2 separate regions of the Podarcis muralis genome follow, and region 2 is linked to region 1. Evidence: chromatin contacts called from public Hi-C data. All regions are on one chromosome and are shown on one strand. Each heading gives the region's core, a stretch centred on a gene start, on an enhancer-like site or on the middle of the called end of the contact. The rest is flanking DNA. Distances are from core to core; before and after follow the strand shown.

Evidence for each region. Hi-C and Micro-C count contacts between places; a contact is called where the count stands out from the background.
Region 2: a Hi-C map of blood shows a contact between it and region 1, with 3 times the contacts expected there. The contact joins the promoter of DSCC1 here to the promoter of MRPL13 in region 1. A contact is called at or near these places in 2 of 3 Hi-C or Micro-C datasets (blood and tail).

The regions. Positions count from the first base shown.
Region 1 is chr8:15,458,863-15,464,957 of rPodMur119.hap1.1, reverse strand. MRPL13 (mitochondrial ribosomal protein L13) reads right to left here and starts at 3,476. Exons shown (of 7, transcript XM_028736224.2): 1 at 3,343-3,476; 2 at 1,584-1,707. The coding sequence starts at 3,369. MTBP (MDM2 binding protein) reads left to right here and starts at 3,504. Exons shown (of 22, transcript XM_028736223.2): 1 at 3,504-3,632; 2 at 4,641-4,721; 3 at 5,269-5,342; 4 at 5,427-5,578. The coding sequence starts at 3,563.
Region 2 is chr8:15,738,271-15,744,365 of rPodMur119.hap1.1, reverse strand. It overlaps DSCC1 (DNA replication and sister chromatid cohesion 1), which reads right to left and starts at 3,606. Exons shown (of 9, transcript XM_028736232.2): 1 at 3,305-3,606; 2 at 2,097-2,265; 3 at 977-1,111. The coding sequence starts at 3,477.

The DNA of each region.
Region 1 (6,095 bases), core at 2,227-4,726:
TTATCTACTTGCACTTAGGGGTGCTTTCGAACTGCTAGGTGGGCAGAAGCTGGGACCGAACGGCGGGAGCTCACCCCGCCACGGGGATTCGAACCGCCGACCTTACGATCGGCAAGTCCTAGGCACTGAGATTTTACCCACAGTGCCATCCGCGTCCCAATGTTGAGGTAACACGCATCAAAAGCATTAGTTTTCATGGCATCCATTACAGTGGTACCTCAATCTAAGAACAGTCCTGTTAACGAACGATTCGGGCAATGCATTCACTCCACAAAACCAGAAGTAGGTGTTCCGGCTAGCAAACTTTGCCCTGGAAACCAAACGGTGAAAAGGCACTGGCGACAGGAGGCCTAATTAGGAAAAGCGTGCCTTGGTTTAAGAACGCTTTCGGCTTAAGAACGGACCTCCGGAACGAATTAAGTTTGTAAACGGAGGTACCACTGTACTGGCAAAGCTCATAAGTCATGCCCTCATTGGCTACAGAGGGGTGTGCAATGTGCAGTCAGCAAGCTACTCAATCTATGAAGTGTGCATTTGGCTTAGGTTTCAGTAGCAGCAGCATTTCAACTTTTTTTTAAGGAGAAGAGAACATGAGACCTGAGAGTAATTCTGCATTTGCTCTGCATCTATTCTCAGATCTACTACATACAAAATATATTCTGCTCATAAGTAACAGGTTATCCTACATCAAAATGGGTGTATTTCACGGATAAGTGGCTGGGATTCTTGCAAAGCATGCAGAATTAGAGGGGCCTTCATAAGATTCAGGAAAGTATTTAAGAAAGAAGGCATACCCGGGATCATTCAACACAGATTAATTATGCCTTAATAGTAAGGAGGGGACGCGGGTGGCGCTGTGGGTTAAACCACAGAGCCTAGGGCTTGCCGATCAGAAGGTCGGCGGTTCGAATCCCCATGATGGGGTGAGCTCCCGTTGCTCGGTCCCTGCTCCTGCCAACCTAGCAGTTCAAAAGCACATCAAAGTGCAAGTAGATAAATAAGTACCGTTCCGGCGGAAAAGTAAACAGCATTACCGTGCGCTGCTCTGGTTCACCAGAAGCGGCTTAGTCATGCTGGCCACATGACCCGGAAGCTGTACGCCGGCTCCCTTGGCCAGTAAAGTGAGATGAGCGCCGCAACCCCAGAGTCGGCCACGACTGGACCTAATGGCCAGGGGTCCCTTTACGTTTAATAGTAAAGAGATGTCATGCAATGTACTTATTTTGAAAATTTACATGCAGACTGCTAACTGAGAGGACTCCAGTTCAACAACAACAAAAGGGTCATGCAAAACTCAATTCATTCCACTCCAGCTTTAAACTGGGGTTTGTCAATGTGGTGCCCATAGGATCACTAGACCCCCTCTGATGCCTTCAGAGTCCACTCTTTGCCCTCCCTCTGAAATTAGGCTTGAAAGAATTCTATTGTACCCAACAGAACAGGTGACAGTGTTTGTGGTGCCCACAATTCCTCCAGCCTGAAAATGTGTTCATTGGCCCAAAAAGATTGTTGACCCCTGCTTTAAACAATAAAAACAAATCAGTGCTGATATAGCAAACATTTGAATCCCGAGCAGAACTCACTTAGTGCATGGTACACAGGCTTATGCTTCCCCTGAAGTCTGATGGCAGTGATGGCTGCAATTTTTCCTGGCGGTTGCATCTTCGCATCTATAAGATACCAGGCTCGAGCAAATGTGGCCCATTGCTGTAAAGGAATAATGGATCGTGGTTAGCATATAGAAATATTATTATTCCTAGTAGACAAAAATATATGTGTTCATCTCAGTGAGCCATCCCCAGCGCACATTCCTTGATCCACATGACATTAAGAACTGTGGTTTGTCAATTAGGACTGGTTGCATTAAAAGAAAATGCAACACCAACGTGCCTAAAGAGACATTTTTGCTGCCCTGGGACACAGAAGATGGTCAACAATGAGAGATTCCAACATGTAGTTGGAAAGCAACAGTGGCATCCATGCCATAATTTCTCCAGGTTTTTTTTTATTTTTACCTCAATCCTATGCAGTATAGGTGCACCAACATAACTGAAAATAATAGGCTTAAGTGCACCTAAGTCTGCATAGACCGCACACACCTACTTGGGAGTAAGTCCGCTTATAGTCAGTGGGAATCAGTTCAAAGTAAGCATGCATCAGGCTGAAGCCATATTTTAAAAAGTCATTCAGAAGTTGACATTCAGAACAAATTCAGATGTAAAGAACAACATTACAGTATAATAAAAATGAAGTTCTGTAGCACATTAATGCATCTGGTATATGCCATAATTAGAGTTCCTAACATAACCCTCAATTAATGGGTTAAGCGGGGGGGGGGGTGTCACACACCACCTGTCACATGGAAATGTGCGTAACAAGACTCAGAGGCAATTTCCCTTTAAAGTTGTGGCTCTTCAGATTTTCTCTAATTCCGCAACACTCAACAGCCCAGCCAGCATAGTCAATGGTCATGGTAGTTGTAGTCCAGCAAAAAAATCTGGAGGGTCAACAGCGCCCAGCCTACAGGAAGTCCGCAAGCAGGACCCAACTTGTGACTCCCCAGCATACTGCCTCTGACAGTGGAGGGCAGCACATAACCATCTTGGTTGAAACAGGCAAGAGAAGGAACAAGTCCCTTGTCCTTTCCTGGTCACTTTTCTGGGGAGTCTACGCAAGGAGGTGCCCCTGAAAGGCTACTCTTCTGGGAAGAGAAGAAAACCAATAAGCATTGCGTTTTTACACCCAGAAGGAAATGGGGAGACACTGTTATATGACACCCCGACCTCAATGCTGGAGGCAGAACATGGTTTTACCTAAAGAGCTTGGGCTTGCGATTTATACAACCGAGCAATCACACGTTCCCACTAAATATATATGAGTTTATTTGGTAACGTTCATGGATTATCTGACATATCTGGTACCAAATAAAAACCTTGCGTTCCACTATTTTGCATCACCTTTTCTGCTCTAAGCATTTATTATTATTATTATTATTATTAACGTTGTGATCTCAGGAGGAAGGGTGGTACAGTATAACAATTCAGTTAATAGCAATAATAATAACCATGTGACTTTATTCTTAACGACAACATCAACACATTTCCGCTACGGTTACGGATCCCTTTACCCCCCCCCCCCAGCTGCCCGATTTAAAACGGAAGACACATTTGCAACGCGCCGAGTCCCCCCAGACCTTTTGCAATACATTAAGGGCAACCCCCCCCCTTAAAGAATGCGGATTCACTCCGGATTAAGGCGCGCAGCCAGCCCGGCCCGGCCCGGGACTCCAGCAGCCCTGCGTGGTGCCTTTCCGAGGGGAAGGCCGGGGCCCCCTCTTGGTACCTGCGCGGCCTTGGTGAAGCTGGCCATGGCGGCTCCCGGAGGCTGAGGCCTCGCCGTCCAAGGAGCCTCTCTTGCCGGCCGCCAGCGGAAGGAGGGCGGCGTGCGGCGGCCGAGTCCTGTAGCTCCTCCTCGGGAAGCGGAAGCGGCGGCGGCGGCGAGGCGGGAGCGCCGCCGAGGGAGAGGCGGAGGCGGGAAGCGGGCGCCCGGCGACGGGGCCCTGATGGACCGCCACCTCCTCTTCGTGAGCTGGCGAGGCCGGCGAGGGGAGGCCGGAGCCGAAGGCCGCCCAGGTGCGCGCTTTCTTCCCGTGTGAAGCTCGCTGGCTTATGCCAGGTTTCGTTCACGTGTGCGCGTGTGAACGCCGTGTGTGTAATCACAGGTTTAATTCACGTGTATGCATGTGAATGTCGTGTGTTTATTCCAGGTTTAATTCACGTGTACACGTGTGAATGTCGTGTTTATCACAGGTTTAATTCACGTGTATGCATGTGAATGTCGTGTGTTTCTTGCAGGTTTGATACGTGTGTGAATGTCGTGTGTTTATTGCAGGTTTCATTCACGTGTACACGTGTGAATGTCATGTGTTTCTTGCAGGTTTCATTCACGTGTACACATGTGGACCTCGTTTGCTTATTGTCGCCCTCCCATGTCGGCATGTGAACCTCATTTGCTTATTGCAGTATCATTCATGTGCATGTGTGTGAACTTTGTGGGTTTTTTGCAGGTTTAATTCACATGTACAGTGTGAACTTATTTATTGCTGGTTCAATTCAGGTGTACAGTGTGAATCTCATTTGCTTATTGTTGGTTTAATTCATGTGTATGTTTGTGAACCTTATTGGTTAATTGCAAGTTTCATTCACATGTATGTGTGTAAACTTCGTGTGTCTATTGCAAATTTAATAAACGCGTACACATGTGAACCTCGTTTGCTTATTGTTGCTCTCCCATGCTGGCATATGAACCTTGTTTTCTTATTGCAGTATCATTCACATTTATGTGTGAATCTTGTGTGTTTATTGCTGGTTTAATTCATGTGTATGCATGTGGACTTTCTTGGTTTATTGCAAATTTCATTCACGTGTATGCGTGTGAATGTCATGTTTATTGCAGATTTCATTTATGTGTATGCATGTGAACCTCATTTGCTTATTGTCATCCTGGTTCATAGCTATATACTAGAGATATTTTGGCATGCATGGTACTGTAAATTTAAGGAATGCTTAATAAGGATGGAATGTGGATTCTTGTGTTCCTATGATGCTTCTTGCACATAAACTAAAATTCATATTTTGCAGGTTTGACTGCTGAAAGTATTTATAACTTACTAGAAACAAACTGCAGTACCTCACTAAACACAAAAGTTGAAGATTTCCCAGGTAAGTGAAACAGAAAATATTAGCATATGCCATGTTTTCAGACATTGGGGACTCGCAGGGGATGGGTAGGTCCAACCTGTGTTGCTTGTGAACCTCCCAGAAGCATCTGACTTGCTACTGTTGAGAACAGAAAAATATCTATAAATTTTAAACGTTTTCAGGTCTGTGCTTGAGATGCCAGTTACGGTAATTTATAAAGTCACAGCAGTCATTTATTGAGGGCCTCACAGATTTAGTTAACTGTATATGGCCACTAGAAAACAAGGGAAAACAGCAGCAACTAGCAAACCTTTTTCATGCAAGAGCTGGGGTGATGGGGAGAAAAGAGAGGATAATTAATAATGTAAAAAAAAAGACAATTGTTTACAGTAATATTTTGCATTTTGTTATTTAGTGTATATTTTTTGACAGAGCATCTTGCAGTTCTTGAGTCAGCCTTTGCAGTCCATTAAACATATCTGAAGAAGGAAATAGGGTTTGGATACAAGCTACTAATACCCTTTCTTTCTTTCTTTCTTTCTTTCTTTCTTTTCCTTCCTTTCTTTAGCATGTTCACTTGTTGGGACTCCAGGTGTGAAGGGATGGTATTTTGCAATTCAGTCAATATGTGGGTTTTCTCAGGTGAGTTAGCACAAGTTGCATCATTATCTACAATGTTAATATAACTTGGCCCGACCCTTACGGAATTTCCTTTTGATTGGATAGTTTTGCAGTTGTGACTGGGAGGACATCAATTTTGACCTGGAGGCGGATGAAAGCAAAATCTCTATTCAAAGAAATATCGAAGCGTGCCTTGGTGATTTTCAAAGTTTTGAGGACGACGACAGTAATAGCCGGGAATCCCTATCTCTGATTGAGTAAGCTGATTCAATATTTGATAATACACCCAAATAGTACAGTTTCAGAACCAGAAAACCTAGGCTGCAAACCAGAAAACCATGGGAATCATTGACTTTAGTAGGGTTGGACATAATTCACCTGGGAAGTCTGCAGTGGAGCACAACATCCTAGGTAGGAGGCCATGCAAAGGTGAGGGGAAGTAGTTTTATTGCCGCTGTACAAAAATGAAGCTGGGATACATACCAGGGAAGAACAAGGGCAAGATAGCTTGTCTTAGGTTGCTGTTAGCTGAGTGAGAATGGTGAAATAGCCAGGCTGAGGTCAGAAGGCCTGTGTGCATTTTATAACTTTATTTTCAACCAAATGAGTCCCTCAAGATAATTTGCAGGAAGCATAAGCAGTGAGACAATACAGGCACACCAGTTTTACAACGCAATTGTGATACGGAAGCAGTTATAAAGAGGGCATGCCTTTTGAGAACTTGGCTAGCTTCTTCGGTTGTCAGAACACGTGAAATGCATTCATGGGCTGTGA
Region 2 (6,095 bases), core at 2,357-4,856, 280 kb before region 1:
TACTCTCAAACTGGACAAGCATACACTGCACCAATCCCAAGTGCTTGCAGCATGCAAGTCCTATCTCAGCACATGCCTCACTTATCATAATGACAGATACTTAAGTAACAATGTCAAAAAGAGGAAACGGAAAAAAACCCATCAACTTATTTTTAAGATTTGTGAAGTAATTCAAACTTTTTAAAATATTTTTTTTCTGACATCTTTAATTGTTTTGAATTATGTGTTAAATAGAGTAGATTCCCATCTTCTTGAACACCATATCCACTAATCTGTTGGTTATAGAGAAGCCAAACGGAATGAACCTTCTGGTACTCTTGGAGCTAGCTTTATGTTTTGAAACATAGGCCTTTGAGAACTAGCATTGGGTAACAGAGAAGGTGAAGCAGAGGATTCAAAGTTCATCTCTGCTGTGAGCTTGTTAAGTGACCTTAGCCAAGTCTCTCTCGCTCTCCCTTCCGACTCAGCTCACTTCCACCAAGAGGGAGAGAATAATACACACTTTTACCTTACAGGATTGGTGTAAGGTAAGGCAGTGTTTAATATCACTTGATATTCACCAGTTACACTCATTACCTTGCAATCATTTACAGTGGTGCCCCGCAAGACGAATGCCTCGCAAGACGAATGCCTCGCAAGATGAGTTTTCCATTTTTTGAGTCGTTCCGCAAGACGAATTTCCCTATGGGCTTGCTTCGCAAGACGAAACGTCTTGCGAGTTTGTTTCCTTTTTCTTAAAGCCGCTAAGCCATTAATGGCCGCTAAGCAGTTAATAGCCGCTAAGCCGCTAATAGCCGTGCTTCGCAAGACGAAAAAACTGCAAGACAAAGAGACTCGCGGAACGGATTAATTTCGTCTTGCGAGGCACCACTGTAATAGCTTCATTTCTATTCTTTCACAAGAGCAATCTAAACTATGCATTTTTTAAAAGCTGATGCCAAAGAAGCTTTTCCACCAACTCCTCTCCCGTTTTTACCTTTGATTTAGTCGAACTTCTCTCGTTTTCACCGTCTGGTCCTTCATAAGGATTTTCCATCATAAGTTTCTTGAGTTTCTTTAACTTAGGTCGGCATCTTCTTAGTTCCCAGTAATTATTGGAGAAGCCTGCAATCTATAGCAATAGCCTTAATTGGAATTTGCCATGACTAATATTTAAATCTGTCAGTCGCAGAGATCCCCTGATCAGCATCAGACCTTGTAATGAAAATATCAGGATGCCCTTCTGTTTGGCATATTAGATGCTCCTTCGGAGGGCACCTTTCCCGTTTCCAACGGAAGGTAGCCGTTGAGGTGGTGAGAAGAAGAATGAATGCAAAAAGGAGAACCGTGTTCCCAAAAGCAACAACTAAGAAGATTTATAAGCCCAATGTGTTGCAGGACACAAGTTTCATCTGCGGGAGCAATCTTAAAACTTCAAAATGTTGTAGAACAGCTGAAGCTGCTTGCACAAACATTGCTGCCTAGCTGGTACTGTAGGGAAGACCCTTTTACAGAACACATTTCTCCTTTTCCCATTATTTATGGTTCCGTGCCTCCTTCCTGTTCTTTTTGCATTTGGGCGGTGGCCAATGAAAAACAAACAGGACTTGCCCTATGAACGTGCAGGGCTATAATAACTCCTGTATCTGCTTCATGGTCTTCTTGCCACCAAAATGGCAACTTTCAAATAGGAAAAGAATTCATGCTAGTGTTCTGTCACATACACTTTTTCTTTAAGAAAAGTAAGACTCTTATAAATCATGCAGCTAGAAATGGGGGGAAAATAATGCTATGTATGGCACCTGGGTCATCCAAGCACCAATACCAGCCCTGTGTTCTAATTCCTGTTCAGCCATTAACTTTTTTATGTTATCTTGGATCAATCCTCCTTATCCTGCTAACCCAAATCATAGAATTGCACTAAGCGTAAGACAGGACCACCCCTTATAAACCACTTTGAATGCCATGGAAGGAAGGAAGGAGGGATATAAATGTGATAGATTTTTTTTTAAAGAGTATATAAATGGAAGTGGGTTAGAACCTACATTTTCAAAGATAGGTAGCCATTTGCGGTTGGCTTCAGAAAAGTCTCTCTCTCTCACTCACACACAAAATACCTGAGTGTAAAGTATATTAGAAGCTGTCTTGTTTATACCAAGCTGCTCTGGAGTTTCACAGCCAGGTATGAAAAGCAATGTATTAGAGGTATCTGCTATTTTCATGTCATAGGTTTTATCTTTACTGCATAACACAGCATGTTCATCGCGGTCTCCACGGATCACCAGGCTGCAAAACAAAACAAAACAAAACAAAACAATTAAATACAGAGTCACTGCAGCAATGGTTTGTTTGGGTTTTTAAAGCAGCATTTACTTCTGAATAGCAAGCAAATTTTAAAATAATGAAAGGATGCTAGGTTTCAATTGTTACTAATGTTACTATATATCAGGATATTATGTATAAAAACAGCAAATTTGACTTGCTCAATGTTAAAAACAAACAAGCAAAAAACCAGCCAAACTCTAACTTCATTCTCCCCATTTGATTCACAACATTTGGGCCCTAGTTCAACACATGCTTCACTGTGTTGTTATTTTTAACAACCCAGAAGTGCAGACAATAAGGCAGGCCACAAGTCTTTGCTATTTCAGTACACTTTGTTGTGCATAGACTGTACAAATATGTCATACAAGTCTAAGACTGCACCACTCTGCGATCTACTAAGGTGTAATCAGAAGTAAAAATGCTTACAATCCTGCATACAGGATGCATCCAACGGAAGTCACTAACCATCAGGACTTATTGAAGAGCAATCTGATAAAACAGGAATGCATTCCAACCCACAATTTCTAAATGTTGATCATCCTGCTTTGACATAAAGGCGGGTAAGGTTCTCTTTTTTCATCTGTAGTCCAGCTTTGAATCCCACCGGGGGGAAAGGCTGGGTAAAATTAATGCATAATGATAATAATAAAATAAGTTTAATAACACTTAAAAAAAATTTTTTAGAAAAAACTGGCTGTCACTTAAGGCGGGGCACACTTTCAAAGGAGTCTTTTCAAGTGGTAAATGTTTATTGCTCCAAAATCTGAAAAAGCCAGTCATCCTGATGGGGGGGGGGGTCTCCTGGTAAGGAAGGGGTGTCTCTGGACTTGTATATAAAAACCGTGGTGAGCTCTCCACGTGGGAGCTCCCTAGGAAATGCTATTAACCCTCCAAGCCGCCTGGGGCCGCTGTAGACTAGAGCCAAGCCCAACCACAGAGCCGAGTGCTAGAAAGTACCGCTTTACCCCTCTCCCCCCCCCCGCAGCGTGCGCATGCGTACCTCCGCCCCGCTTCCAACTCGGCGCAAAGCTCCGGCTCCAACTGCAAGAGGCGGCACTCCCCGGCGTCCGCCGCCTGGGCGCTGAAGCTGAGGCACTGCGCCGCGGGGAGCAGCTCCGCCGGGTCCAACTTGGCGACGTGCAAGGTGGCGTCTACTTCCTCGCGGCTCCTCATCCTCAGTTTTGGGGCGGGGGTGTGTGGCCCGTAACGGAAATAACGGCCTCCTCCGACGTCTCCTAGCAACGGCGCTCGGGGGAAAAGAGGCCTGCTCCAAAAGCGCGCCAAAAACCGCTCGGAGTGGGCGGGGCCTGGCGCTCGACGTGCCTGATTGGTAGATGGGCGGGGGCTTAAAGCGGCAAGGCTGTGATTGGGCGCGAGGGTGAAAAATCGCTGGCGCTCTTGCGGGTGTACTGAGCGCGCGGCTTTTACTTAAGGGTTGATTTTGTGGTTCTTGTGCATGTTCGGTGAAATAGGTGGGAGGGAGGGAAGATTATTTTTTTTTAACCCTTGTAAATTTTTAAGAAGGTAAAGCTTCTGTGTTCTCTGTTTAAAAAAATTACTCCTAATCCAGAATTATTTCACTAGTGTTTAGTTGAGATTCCTGCATTGCAGGACTACATAAGCCCTATGGTATCCTCCAGCTGTACAATTCTATGATTCTGTGTTAGATTATTTGCAATTAACTTTCCTATTTCTACAGTATTAAAAACGCAATGCTCTTCGCAGTTTACAGTATCTTTAACTATTTGCACCACACAAGCAAAAAAAAAGAGCATGGAAGGGTTTTTGGTTTTTTTAAAAAGCAAAAGTTAAGGTTTTTCCATCTAGACCTATGCATATTTATGCAAATGTTAATCCAGTGAATTCAGTGGAGTTTACATATAAACCAGATTGCCGGCTGACCATGAACCGGGCTTGGTGACTTAGCAGCTGCCAATGCAGTATCTTTAGGATTGGAATGGCATGATCCTGTCTGGCTGCAGCTTCCAGACCATTTTTCAGGGAAGACCCATGTAGAGCGCATTGCATTGCAGTATATATTACCTCTAAATGGGTCCACACCAGACTGCCTCTCCTTTTGAGTTTGGAAGCAGATTAAAGGCTGTATAAAGAACCATGTTTTGCTCTTCTTGCGGCTTCCCCCTGTGGTGAACCACAGAGGTGCAGATTGGATTGTCTTCCTGGGCAGTGCGGAACAGTATTGCCAGGCTCTGGACCAGCCTCATCAAACTCAAGCTAGCCGCTGGATCCTCCTAAATGGAAGGACGGTCCATGGTTTTGTGTTTCAGCTGGAACTTTAGAGCACCTTTGGTCTTCACAGCCTTGTTTCTGGCACAACACCTGGCTCCTCTCTTGACAGGTGCTCACAGCTCTTGCGCCGAAGATTGTGGGTGCCCACAACAAAGGGCTTCAACTATGCCCATTGACTTTGTGGGGCCTCAGCCCCACAAATATAGTGGCTTCCAAAGCACCCATGGCCTCCAGTGCTCACAGCTTAGCCTTGTGGGGTCACACAGATGTGCAAGCAACAAGGGAAGCCTTGGGATGGGTAGAAGTGTCTTGCTGTTCCTTTGTTGCTGCCCACTTGCAGATTGCTGTGCCCTTCCTAGCCACACTGTTGAGGAAAATAGCAACTGCCTAACCGTTTGTGACCAACTTGGCAACCCTTTGTCCTTCACTAAAGATCTTCTGTTTCTCAAGGGGAGACCGTTATAGTGCAGGGATAGGTAATCTTTGGCCCTCCAGTTGCTTTTGAACCCTCAGTTCTTACTTCTCCCAGCCAGGATTGCTAATGGGAAGGAATAGAGTGGTCTGAGAACATCTGTAAGACCACACATTCCCCACCCCTATTGAAAGGCACTCCTCAGTCTCATTCTATGCCCAAATAAAGCCACATGGGGGCAGACTGTCACAGCACATACAAAGTGAAACCTGTTGCATTGACAAACGTGATACACAACTAGAAATATACTCCAGAAAGCTCAGCAGATACTGACTATTCATTTCCTGCTTGCTTTCACTGCTAGAGAAAGTTTGTGGCATGTACCTCATAAAAACAGCAGCTGGATTCATTCTTGCAAATGGAGCACATTATTTGGGAATGGGATCACACACTGGCTTGTGGTCTTCAGCATGTGATTGTGTCACTGTCTTAATTCATCTTTTTGCAGAACTGTAACTGTGAGCACTGACTTACCTATTGCAGAAGGGTGTGGGAAGGATAAGTGATGGCAAATACATGTGCTGTCTGTGCATGTTTCAAGTGCTACTATTGCTTGAGTTTGCAGGATCACATTTGGTACACATCTTCTTGCATGTACTTTTGGCATCCTGTGATGCAGATGGTGTAGAATACTTTGAAGGGTAAGTATGACTTAACATGTAGCATGTTTGTGGACTGCTGTAAAATGTACACATAGATATTTGGTTTGGATTCGGTTAGCAGCCACCAAAATGAAAGAACCAACTTTAATAATAATTTTCAGACTTTTACAAGGCTTGGTGGTGCTATAAAAAACAGGATTTTTGCCTCTTTTGGTTTCTCACGAGCCTCTGATCATATCAGTCAAGGCTGTTTGTGGCAAAAATGGAAGATGACTAGCACAGATAACCGTCATAAATTGAGGCAATTATAATGGGGCCGATTGAGTTCTAGAGAAAGGAGGTGCTGAAAATTGCCCACAAACATATTGTGGGTTTGTCAATTGCCTAGTGTAGCTTGACCTAAAAAGCTAGTTGCGTTTGTTCTTTTAACCACAGGATGTCCCTTGTTTAGGTGTGACGAGTTTGTG